Regions from separate parts of the Pan troglodytes genome. Here regions 1 and 3 are each linked to region 2. A link is a contact called in public Hi-C data. All regions are on one chromosome and are shown on one strand. The core of a region is the stretch at or near the end of the contact, and the rest is flanking DNA. Distances in the headings are between cores, read along the strand shown.

Region 1 (3,358 bases), core at 799-3,298, 280 kb before region 2:
CCGGTTGAAGTAAAGAGAGAGGAAAAACCCCCAATCTGTAAGCAAACAGTAGGCCGTTCCCTGACTGGTTGCTCCAGCTATCCCCCCACCGCGCTCCCACCCTTCCCAAGTAAACTGCTTGGAAGGAGGAAAAAAAAAAAAAAAAAAAAAAAGGCAGTCCACATGACCCGGGCCGCAGCGGCAGCAGCGCTGGCTGGGCGCGGGCTGGCGGTACCTCCCCCTGCTCTGTCCGGAGCTCACACCCGCGCTCGCGCCGCCCGCCGGCCCCGCGTTCCGCGTCCCGCGCAACACGCCCGGGCGGAGCCCCATCCCCCCGCCCACGTCCACGTTCACGCGTGCGGCCTCGCGCTCTGCTGAGGCTGCTGCCACTGGGTCGCCGCCGCTGTCGGCTTTCCACGCAAGTCATTAACGAGGGGGCGTGCCCGAGGAGATTTTTTTTCCCATAAAGCATTTTTTCTCTCGCTCTCTTTTTTTCCCCCTCTTTTGCAAAACTGACTTTTACAAAACCCTTTCCACTTCTTGCCAGTCGTTTCAATTCCTCCTGGGCTGCTCGTGCTGCTGCTGCTGCACTCAAGTTTATTTATTTTCCCGCCTGGGTAGGGGTTTTAGGATTCGGTTTGTGGTTTTCACCTCTGTTACTGCTGTGCCTAAGGAGGGAAAGAGGAGCAGCTGCGGGAGGATCGGGAAGGTTTTCTGATGTAGTCATCGGGGAGGTGCCACTCGCTCGTGCGCTTTTTTTTTTTTCCCCTCTTTTCCCATTTCAAACTGATTGATGCATCTCTACAAGTTGCTAGGCTTGGACCCGCTGGAGTCGCAGGGACACTTCTGAGAGCTCACCCCGGGCTCTTGGCACCGCGTGTGGGGGCTCAGTCTCCCTCTCGGAAGGCGATCGGAGACTGACATCGGCCCATCCAGGAGTTGGAGGGATCCATTTGAAAGTGATTGTTTCCCCTCCCGCTCTCCAGCCGAACAGTTGGGTTGGCGTCGTCTTGCAGGTTTAGGCATCCCAGCTCCGCCAGGCCGGCTGGTATTAACCTCTGCTCTTCATTCACTGTGGTGCACCCACACCCAGCCAAGGAAAGCACGCGCGAGAAATCCCCGAGGCTCGGTCAGCCCCCGGGGTGCCCTCTTCCGCTACCGCCGCGTTCCGACTCTGCTGGGGGACCTGCCGGAAGACGCGAAGAGCCAAACTTTTCTGTGAGGTTTTCCAGGCAAGACCGCTTCGAAAGCCGGCGCAGCTGCCGCTTAACCAGTTCCAGGGCACCGACAAGGCTGGGTTGCGGCTCCGGATCCCCACCCTTCTCGGCGCACCGCCCGGTACCGCAGCACCTACGACTCCTCTGAGATTTCTGGGGGTCGCCCCGCTAAGGCACAGAGGAGGCTGAGGAAAGGGGTTCTCAGACTCCCGGGACCACAAGCGCGAAGCCCTCTATCAGCACGTCGCCCTTCTCCTGCAGTTTCCCACCGGCCGCCAAAGTAACTTGGAGCGAAGCGGGGCGCAGTGCGAGGGCCCCGGGCGGTGGCGGAGCCGTGCGTAGCCTGCTGCGCCGACGCTGAGCCGGGCCCGGCGGGCCGGTGTATGTCTCCCCGCGGCTGCGGCGCGCAACTCCCGGTGACTGTGCAGCGCGCGCCGCCGCCTGCCCCGACCCGCGCTGCAGCCGCCCGGCCCGGCGCGCACCTCCCTCTCCCGGGGTGACCGGCTTGCCGCCGCCGCCCGAGACACAGCTTGGCACCTCTTCCCCCGCCCTCGCCGCCGCCACCACACACACGCATGCTTCTCTCCATCTTGTGATTCCTTTTTCCTCCTGAACCCTCCAGTGGGGGTGCGAGTTTGTCTTTATCACCCCCCACCCCACCGCCTTCTTTTCTTCTCGCTCTCCTACCCCTTCCCAGCTTGGTGGGCGCCTCTTTCCTTTCTCGCCCCCTTTCATTTTTATTTATTCATATTTATTTGGCGCCCGCTCTCTCTCTGTCCCTTTGCCTGCCTCCCTCCCTCCGGATCCCGGCTCTCTCCCCGGAGTGGCGCGTCGGGGGCTCCGCCGCTGGCCAGGCGTGATGTTGCACGTGGAGATGTTGACGCTGGTGTTTCTGGTGCTCTGGATGTGTGTGTTCAGCCAGGACCCGGGCTCCAAGGCCGTCGCCGACCGCTACGCTGTCTACTGGAACAGCAGCAACCCCAGGTAAGCCGATAACAGGCGGAGAGTCAGGGCTACCCGGGCCTCGGGGCCCTGCGGAAGGAGCGGCGGCGGGGATCGGCGCGCACCAACCGCTGGCGGCGCGCACCCTCGGAGCCTGCGTCGCCCGGGCGCTGATGGCTTGAGGCGTCGGCGGGAAGCGCTCGCGTCGCGCCCCTCTTTGTTAAGCCGCCGCGGAAAGGCCAGGTACCCCTGGGAGTCCCCGGGGCTGCCTAGACCGACTGCTTCTGCGGGGCGCCGGGAGACTCGGAAAAGGGCGGGAGCCGGGGAGTAGGGACTTCTCTGCTTCCCAGCCCCGGCATCTGGCTGGCATCCGGTTCCCGGCGCGGGGAGCCCCCAGTGTGCGCAGCCGGGAGCTCCTTCCTGGAGCGTGGGTCCGCAGGGACTGCGGAGAGAACCCGCCAAACATCCCCCAAAGTTTTTTGTTTTTTTTTTTTAATTTTAATTTTCCCTTCTCTTTTCCCGGTGCGCGCAGAGAGAGCGCACGGGCTGGGGGAAGTGAGGGGGGCTGGGAAGCGGAAGCTTTAGGTTTTTATTTTCCTCTTTAACTGCGAGGAAATCATTCGGCCCCTGAGTCAGTCTGGGCCCGGCGCGCCTGGCAGTGGAGAGGATTCTCCCATCTTCTCCATCCCTCCACCCACCCCAGTGGGTTCAAGGTGCCAGAAAGTTTGATCTAATGCCGGGTTACGTCATGTGTGCGGAACAAGCTGCCAGAGTTGGCCGAGCCAGGAGGTGGGAGCCCTTCGCCCGCGGCCTGGCGATGTGCTGCCGGAGGAACGCGCGCGATTACCTGGAACCGATTTGTAGGCGTCCCCAAGCCCGCCGGGTATGCGGGAGACTAGAGGTGGGCGCCTGGGGCGGTCCTAGCGCGCGTGCTGGACACCGGCCAGTCGCAGACGTCCCGTGTTTTCGGACCCTGGAAGTGGAGTGGGGAGGTTATCCAGAGTGCCCGGCGGGGTCCTCCGGGTCTGGAGCAGTTCCGAACCTTTATTGCTTCCCGGTCTGTGCACAGAAGTCGGCCCCGCTAGGCCCATACCGCACTGCTTTCTCTGGGACAGAGGCTAGCTTCCAGCTGTGTGCCGGTCTCGGTGCCCTCCTAGGTGCTATTTATTAATAGTACCGATTGCATCTAAAGTCACAGGTTTTTCACTGGGCTGGAGTGG
Region 2 (3,321 bases), core at 145-2,644:
TAGCAGTATCATCTGTAAAGTCAGTTATGTGCATGTAGCAAATCAAGTTCACAAGGCTTGAAGTGAGTTCATCTCAGCTCAGAAATTCATTGAACAGCAGTGTGAACATCCATGTGTCACTTTTTTCGCACTAACTCTCATGAATAAGACATATACTCCCTCAAGAACCCATGGTTTTCCTAATGAATTGGAGTCACCTATGTGTACTGTATTTGTGACATGCACATTTGCAGTTGAGGTCCACAGGAAGGACACCATTTCCTGGATCAAACCGCAGAGTGCAAATATTGTGCCCTAAATAACACACTAGTTACTGTAAATGTCAGTAGAGGGAGTTTTTCTGGCTATGATTTAATGAAAGCCTACAGCAAAGCCAGCTGTTAGCACTTCTTAACTGCTTGTCAGAGCAACCAGGGGAGATAGGGAGGACCAAAAACACTTTTTCTCTATACTTTTGTTTTAAAATTAAAGTAGTTTTCAACAGGTGTTGAATAGGGACACTGGGGACCCTATACTACTTGACATTATTTAGTTGGTGAATTTAGAAGTTCTCCTCCAGGAGGGTTACTTGGATCTAGAATTACATAAGGAGACTGTGTAAAATTTGTTTGGAAGTTTGTATATTGAATCCTCTCACCTGCAAAAGAAGCATTTTTGTGTTCTCAGCTCCCCATGAGGAATAATTTAAAAATAAAAATAAAGGAGAGAGAAGACATACCAAATGCCGATCCCTCTTTGTCACTTTGGGTATTGCCAAACTAATTGTAAGCCGTGTGTGATTTGATTGATGTCATCTGCTTTTTCTGAACAAAGAAACCACTTGAAGCAAACACATAGGGAGGAAAGTATGCGACGCTCGTTTCTGTAATTTTTGTCATTTCTAGGATGCATTAGTAAATACATGTGGTTGTTAAGGGCCTTACTGCCCTTGGAAATTCCTTTGACATTTTGCTGTGTGTACACAGGGGAGATAATCTTTCAACCATAGGGAAAGTTTACAGTCTTATTATCTTGAAAAGGAGAAGAAAGTTTCTTCCTCAAGTGATTTATAACTTGAAACATGCTGTCATGTTTTGGTAAGCCCACTTTATTAATTCCATCCTTCTCTGTGGCAAATTGAAAAAAAAAAAATACATGTACCGTTGCAACATAGTACTTTCTCAATAGCATATTGTACTTATAATAGCATGATGGAAGTTACCGGGCTTGGGTTAGTCATATAGAATGCAGAGCCAAGTTCTGAGTAAAACCTCTAATTGAATTACCTGCAAAAGCACTGACAGACAAGCTTTCAGTACAGACAAAGCTCTGCTTTCCCCAGCAGAAATAGGTCACGTTTAAGTCTGCCCTGTAACTCTCTGTTATTGGTTTTTGCCGGCACTTTCACCTTGGGCCTCTGTTGGGCCCCTTTTCCTGCAGCAGAGGAGGAGCGGCTCTGTGAAAGCTGGAGGGCTCACACATTATCCTCTCGATTTAGAGAAAATTGATAACAGATCAAGTTAAATGGAAGAGACTTTGAAATAAAAATCCAAAGTATTTCTTCACAGATTACTCACATTCTTGCATGATTCTTTTATTGTATTGAAAAGAGAAAATCAGGATATGAAAGTAGCCTTTCTATAGCAGTGAGACCTGAAAAGTACTGTTTGTTTTAATTTGGAGGAGGAATTAGAGAAAGTTCCTGTTGTTCAAGTCAGGAAAGAATTTATTGTTCATCATTTGCATGTGAAAATGAAGAGTAATATGTTGTTGTTCTCTTCTTTCTTTCCTGCTCTCTCTCTGTGTTACCCACAGCCTCTGCAATCCCAGATAATGGAAGAAGGTCCTGTCTAAAGCTCAAAGTCTTTGTGAGACCGACAAGTAAGTTCACTAGCATGAGCTTCAGAGGGTGGCTTCACCGCGCATGCTTTATTGTGTGGTCTGGTTCACGGCGGTAAAACTTTTTTTACTGTTAAATCTTGTGTGGTATCTGTTTTGTATATCAACATTCATATTTTAGTTTTCATCATATTTTTTCTCATTCTTCATGATGCTTTTACTTAAGTACACAGCAGTTGCTAACTTGTTGTTTCTTAGACTGTTGTACATGCAGAGCAAATGGGAACAATATTGGCATTTGGAACATGCCATTGATTGTAAGACAATCTACATAAAAAAAGAAAAAAAGGAGAGAAAGAAAAAAGAAAGAAATGGGAGTTTAAGGGTGTCTTCACTAACATATTTGGCTGTTATCTCTATTTTTGTTATAGATAGCTGTATGAAAACTATAGGTGTTCATGATCGTGTTTTCGATGTTAACGACAAAGTAGAAAATTCATTAGAACCAGCAGGTTAGTATGCTTAGAGAATCTCTTTTAACAAATGCATCTATTTCTCTGGTGCTTCCGTATTTTTTTCCCTTCTTCTTCTCTGCATGTTTGCATGTTATAGTTGTTGTTCTGCTTTTGCTCATTGCTAGCGATGCTAATATGACTTATATTCTACCTCATTCCTCCAGTATCTTTGTGCAATGCATGTTAGGTAAAATAAAATTTTCTTTTTTGGAATGGGTTTGAGCTAATGCAGTATCCTAATATAGAAGCCCCATCGGAATGCTAAAATCTCACTGCCTTTTACCATATCCTCAGAGCATGCTGGTGAATCACTGTGAATATTAAAGGATCTGTTTTCATATAAGACACAAAACATTTCTATGTATATGTTCATAAAATTTTATTTTTTATGTCCAAATCTGTAGATAAAAGTAATAAGACTATTGCACAAAATAGAAACTAATTCAACATACTTAATTTTCTCTAGAAATTTACATGCATCATTGAACTGACCTAAGGAACTTTATTTTATTTAAATATTTTTGCTATTGTCAATAGTAATTGGTCTGGAGAAGTATAATCACATTGCCACCACAAATTCACACATCTCTTGCTGCCACAAATGTACCAGTAGCCTGTTGAGCCAAATGTGATCCTTGATTACAGAGGCAAAATAAGTTTTAAGGATAAATAAAACTTTTCTACGATTGACTTCCACACTCCTAATGTTTCCCATAACTAAAGAAAAATAAAACCTACCAAAGCACTCATTGAGGCATTAGTCTGTCGCATACTATGGATAATAAGAACCTGTAAATATCCATTCGGTTATCAATTCAGTCTGGCCATTTAATAAAACTAGATTAACTGAGAGGAGTGGTCGCCCTCTACCAACTGCTTATGGAGGGGTGTGCCTGGAGGCCCTGTGTGTTCCCTTCCTCTGTGGTGTCCTCTTCTCCCCCACCTGCTCCAGATCTTCACTGGTTTCCTTACCCATCTCCCTTGATCA
Region 3 (3,086 bases), core at 500-2,999, 270 kb before region 2:
ATATTAGTTACAGTCCCTCCCTTGCTCCAGGCTTGCTTTCTTGGCAAAAGGGTAGTCAAGAAGTTTAAATTTTGATAACTTACTTATTGATATTTTGTGTTATTAAAATACTAATTCCTTATATTCTTGTACATAAGTTAAAGAATATCAGCCAAAGACTGCATCTTAGCCAGGCTTACTCAGCATTTTTTTTTTTCCATGAGAGCATGTTGATTGATCAGATTGCATGTGTATAGCTATCCAGTAATTCCTTAAGGTATTGAAATGATTGGATTGAGTTGCAGCTTAATTATTCAGCTTTTATTAATATGGTAAATAATGTACTAAAGGCTAGAGCTGAACAGATTCCAGTGCATGTGATGAATTTAGACAGTTGAACAGGCTAATCCTGGTGCATCACCTTTTACCTCTATTTTTTTTTGGAGGGAGGAATGGTTTGAATTATCTCTATTTCTCTTTGTGAAAGGCTGAGTTATGTCAATGTATTTTACATGTTTAAAATACAGAAGATGCTCTTTAGTACTAAGGTTGTCATAAACTAGAATTTTAACTTTGGACAGTTGTAAATTCTCTTCAATTTCTCTTTTTAAAGTTTTTAGATCATTTGGCTCTGTTCTTATGGAAATGTTGCAAAATGTGAATGGAATATACAGTTGAGTCTTTAAGCAAAAGGAACAAAGTCTACTTAATGATTTGAATGGAATAATGAGTATTATAGTTGGTTATGGCAGACAACTATGAATTTCTTCCTTAGGTATCTAACAAATCGTTAGTAATTTTATATAGCCTTAATCATTTTGGTAAAATTTCCCAACTGTCACTTTGGGTTAGTTCTATGGCAATTGACCTTTAAAAAAAAAGTTTAAACCAACTGGCAAATACAAAAATCCTTACGGTTAAGTAGTTTCATATTTAATATAGAAGTTCTGTCTATATTTGTGTCAACAGAAGGCAATGTAAACCCACAGGGAAGCTTTATTGGCTCTAATGTGGTATTAGAACGAACTATCCATCTTACCTCCCACATGCTGTCCCATAGTAAGCCTCTTTTACTGGTGGGAAGAGAGTATTTGTGACTTTTTTTTCCTAGTCACTCCCTTCATAGCCATAGATTAACCTTTCCAATCTATTGCAAAGATAACAGGCATACTTACTAGTGTTTATCATAGCATACTCTTAATTCATGGGGTTTGGTAATCACAGCTTCATTTTGTAATCACATATTGATAGTATACATAAGACCTGGTTTGGAATTCAGTCGTGGAGTTTGGGTTAACTTCACCTAGAGCTCTTGCATTACCATTCTGGGCAGAGTAGGCAAACATTGGCAAGCTCTTGAGTGGTTGATAGGATCAGGACTCTGCTCACAAGATATGCATGGGTCACATTAAGTAGATTTGCACTGCAGCCTGAATATGGAGTTTTAAGACTGCAATAATCAGTGTTGGAAGACGATTGGTTTTTCTTGTTATAAATTGCTAATTAGTATTGAAAATCTAACCTGTTTTGTTGAACAGCCTCTCTTATTTTCTCTGAGAAAGTGGTTTGGACAGTAATCTATTTATCTCTATACCCCTCTTCCCTCTAGTTAAAATAAAATCTAGAAACCTCTGGGGACTCCCCCTTTTGAGTTGTGCTTGGAAGGAGCTTTAAAACAGTGCCTCCAAACTGAAGTAAATATTGACTGGGTCTGGGGCTGAGCCCTGCTCAAAGCCTCCTATTGTTCCTCCTTAGTCAGCACTCCAGAGCGGGCTCAAGTATGCATGTGTTAGGAAAAGAAGAAAGGCTGTGGAGGGAAATTAACAGGGCCCACAGCTGAACTCATAAATGCACCATATAGAGGAAAGGGAAGCTGACTACAAAGCCAGCTGGAGCTTACACTGGGTTATGGAGAACTTAGGAGACTGAAGTGCAGAAATGCTGACCAGCCTGTCTGCTTTAGTGAAGTTTAAGGTACACAAAGCTGCTTGTCTTGGTGGGTCCAGCCCATTTCTGAGTGAAACCTTTGTGTCAGTGATGCTGTCTTCTCAAGGAGATGTAAATTGCAGGATTTTGGTGAACTTGGAAGAAAGTAAAAGGGTAAACCCTCAGATTCCAGAATGATGCTTCTCCCTCCCTGGTACCTGTTCTGATGCCTCTGTCAGCCTTCCCTCTTTCAGCTGTCATGTCGGATTACACACTCTCTTGGGTCTCCTAAGTGCCTTGGCATCCCTGGGGCATCAGATGGGTGAGGGAGAACCATATGCCATTTGAAATGAAAGTTCTGAAGAGGAGATGTTCTTATTATATGAAAATTTTAAACTTTTTTTTTTTTAGAAAAAGAAAATTAAATCATTTAAATATGGAACAGATTCCCTTGGTTAAAGTGGAGTACTTTGAGAAAAAGCTGCTTGTATTTTTACCATTCAGTTTAAGAACCCAAACAAACAGCTGGCTGACTTATGTTTTAGTGAAAACCATCCCGTACATTTACTAACTAGAAAAGTAAACATCCTTAAAAAGAAATTATTGTGTGTGTTGACTACAAAGTAATTGTTAATAAATACACAGTAAAACCAATAGCATATTTGGATTGTTAATTCATTTCCACTGATATTGTAAGCATGCTTTTAAATTTGTAGTCTTCTGTGATATTTGATGTGAACATATCAGTGCTAAAGACCACATGCAGGCAAATACCAGGACAATTAGAAAATTCTTTGACTGCCAAGGCAATCATCAAACTGTTCTGCTTCATTCAGGCCACTAATATATTAGAACAATAGTGTCACAATAAAGCATGAAATGCTATGGACAGAGAGAGAGAAAGCACATCTGTTCAGGGGTATCAGAAACTACTTTCTGGAGAGGAATAATTTAGTCTAGACCTTGAACAATGGATATGATTTTAAAAGAGATGGGGCAAGTAGCTGAAGAATATTCCAGGGATCCTTAGGAACGGGAGCAAAGGCCTACTGGCTGTAACCTTGTATATGGATTTGGGGAATAAACAGAAAGTAGTTTATTCAGGGTGGAGGGGATCTAGTGAAAGTACCTGCATCATGGGCTGAAGAGGTAGGTTGGTCAAGTTGTGGAGTGTGAATTTA

Evidence for each region. Hi-C and Micro-C count contacts between places; a contact is called where the count stands out from the background.
Region 1: a Hi-C map of stem cell-derived neural progenitor cells shows a contact between it and region 2, with 4 times the contacts expected there. The contact joins the promoter of EFNA5 here to the enhancer-like site in region 2. A contact is called at or near these places in 1 of 7 Hi-C or Micro-C datasets (stem cell-derived neural progenitor cells) and 1 of 1 datasets of contacts at active chromatin or transcription factors (stem cell-derived excitatory neurons).
Region 3: a contact with region 2 is called in a Hi-C map of stem cell-derived neural progenitor cells, with 3 times the contacts expected there. The contact joins two enhancer-like sites. A contact is called at or near these places in 1 of 7 Hi-C or Micro-C datasets (stem cell-derived neural progenitor cells) and 1 of 1 datasets of contacts at active chromatin or transcription factors (stem cell-derived excitatory neurons).

What each region holds. Positions count from the first base shown.
Region 1 is chr4:105,391,512-105,394,869 of NHGRI_mPanTro3-v2.0_pri, reverse strand. It overlaps EFNA5 (ephrin A5), which reads left to right and starts at 2,048. Exons shown (of 5, transcript XM_526972.8): 1 at 2,048-2,180. The coding sequence starts at 2,056.
Region 2 is chr4:105,108,359-105,111,679 of NHGRI_mPanTro3-v2.0_pri, reverse strand. It overlaps EFNA5 (ephrin A5), which reads left to right. Exons shown (of 5, transcript XM_526972.8): 3 at 1,795-1,860; 4 at 2,250-2,330. Among named protein-coding and RNA genes, the nearest start is that of EFNA5, 280 kb to the left of the region's middle. Within about 2 kb of position 1,394, at least 5 of the 24 cell types and tissues checked have an H3K27ac peak or open chromatin away from gene starts, as enhancers often do. A contact at or near this core is called in stem cell-derived neural progenitor cells, where this site is marked.
Region 3 is chr4:105,374,339-105,377,424 of NHGRI_mPanTro3-v2.0_pri, reverse strand. The region is part of intron 1 of EFNA5 (ephrin A5); the gene reads left to right. Among named protein-coding and RNA genes, the nearest start is that of EFNA5, 17 kb to the left of the region's middle. Within about 2 kb of position 1,749, at least 6 of the 24 cell types and tissues checked have an H3K27ac peak or open chromatin away from gene starts, as enhancers often do. A contact at or near this core is called in stem cell-derived neural progenitor cells, where this site is marked.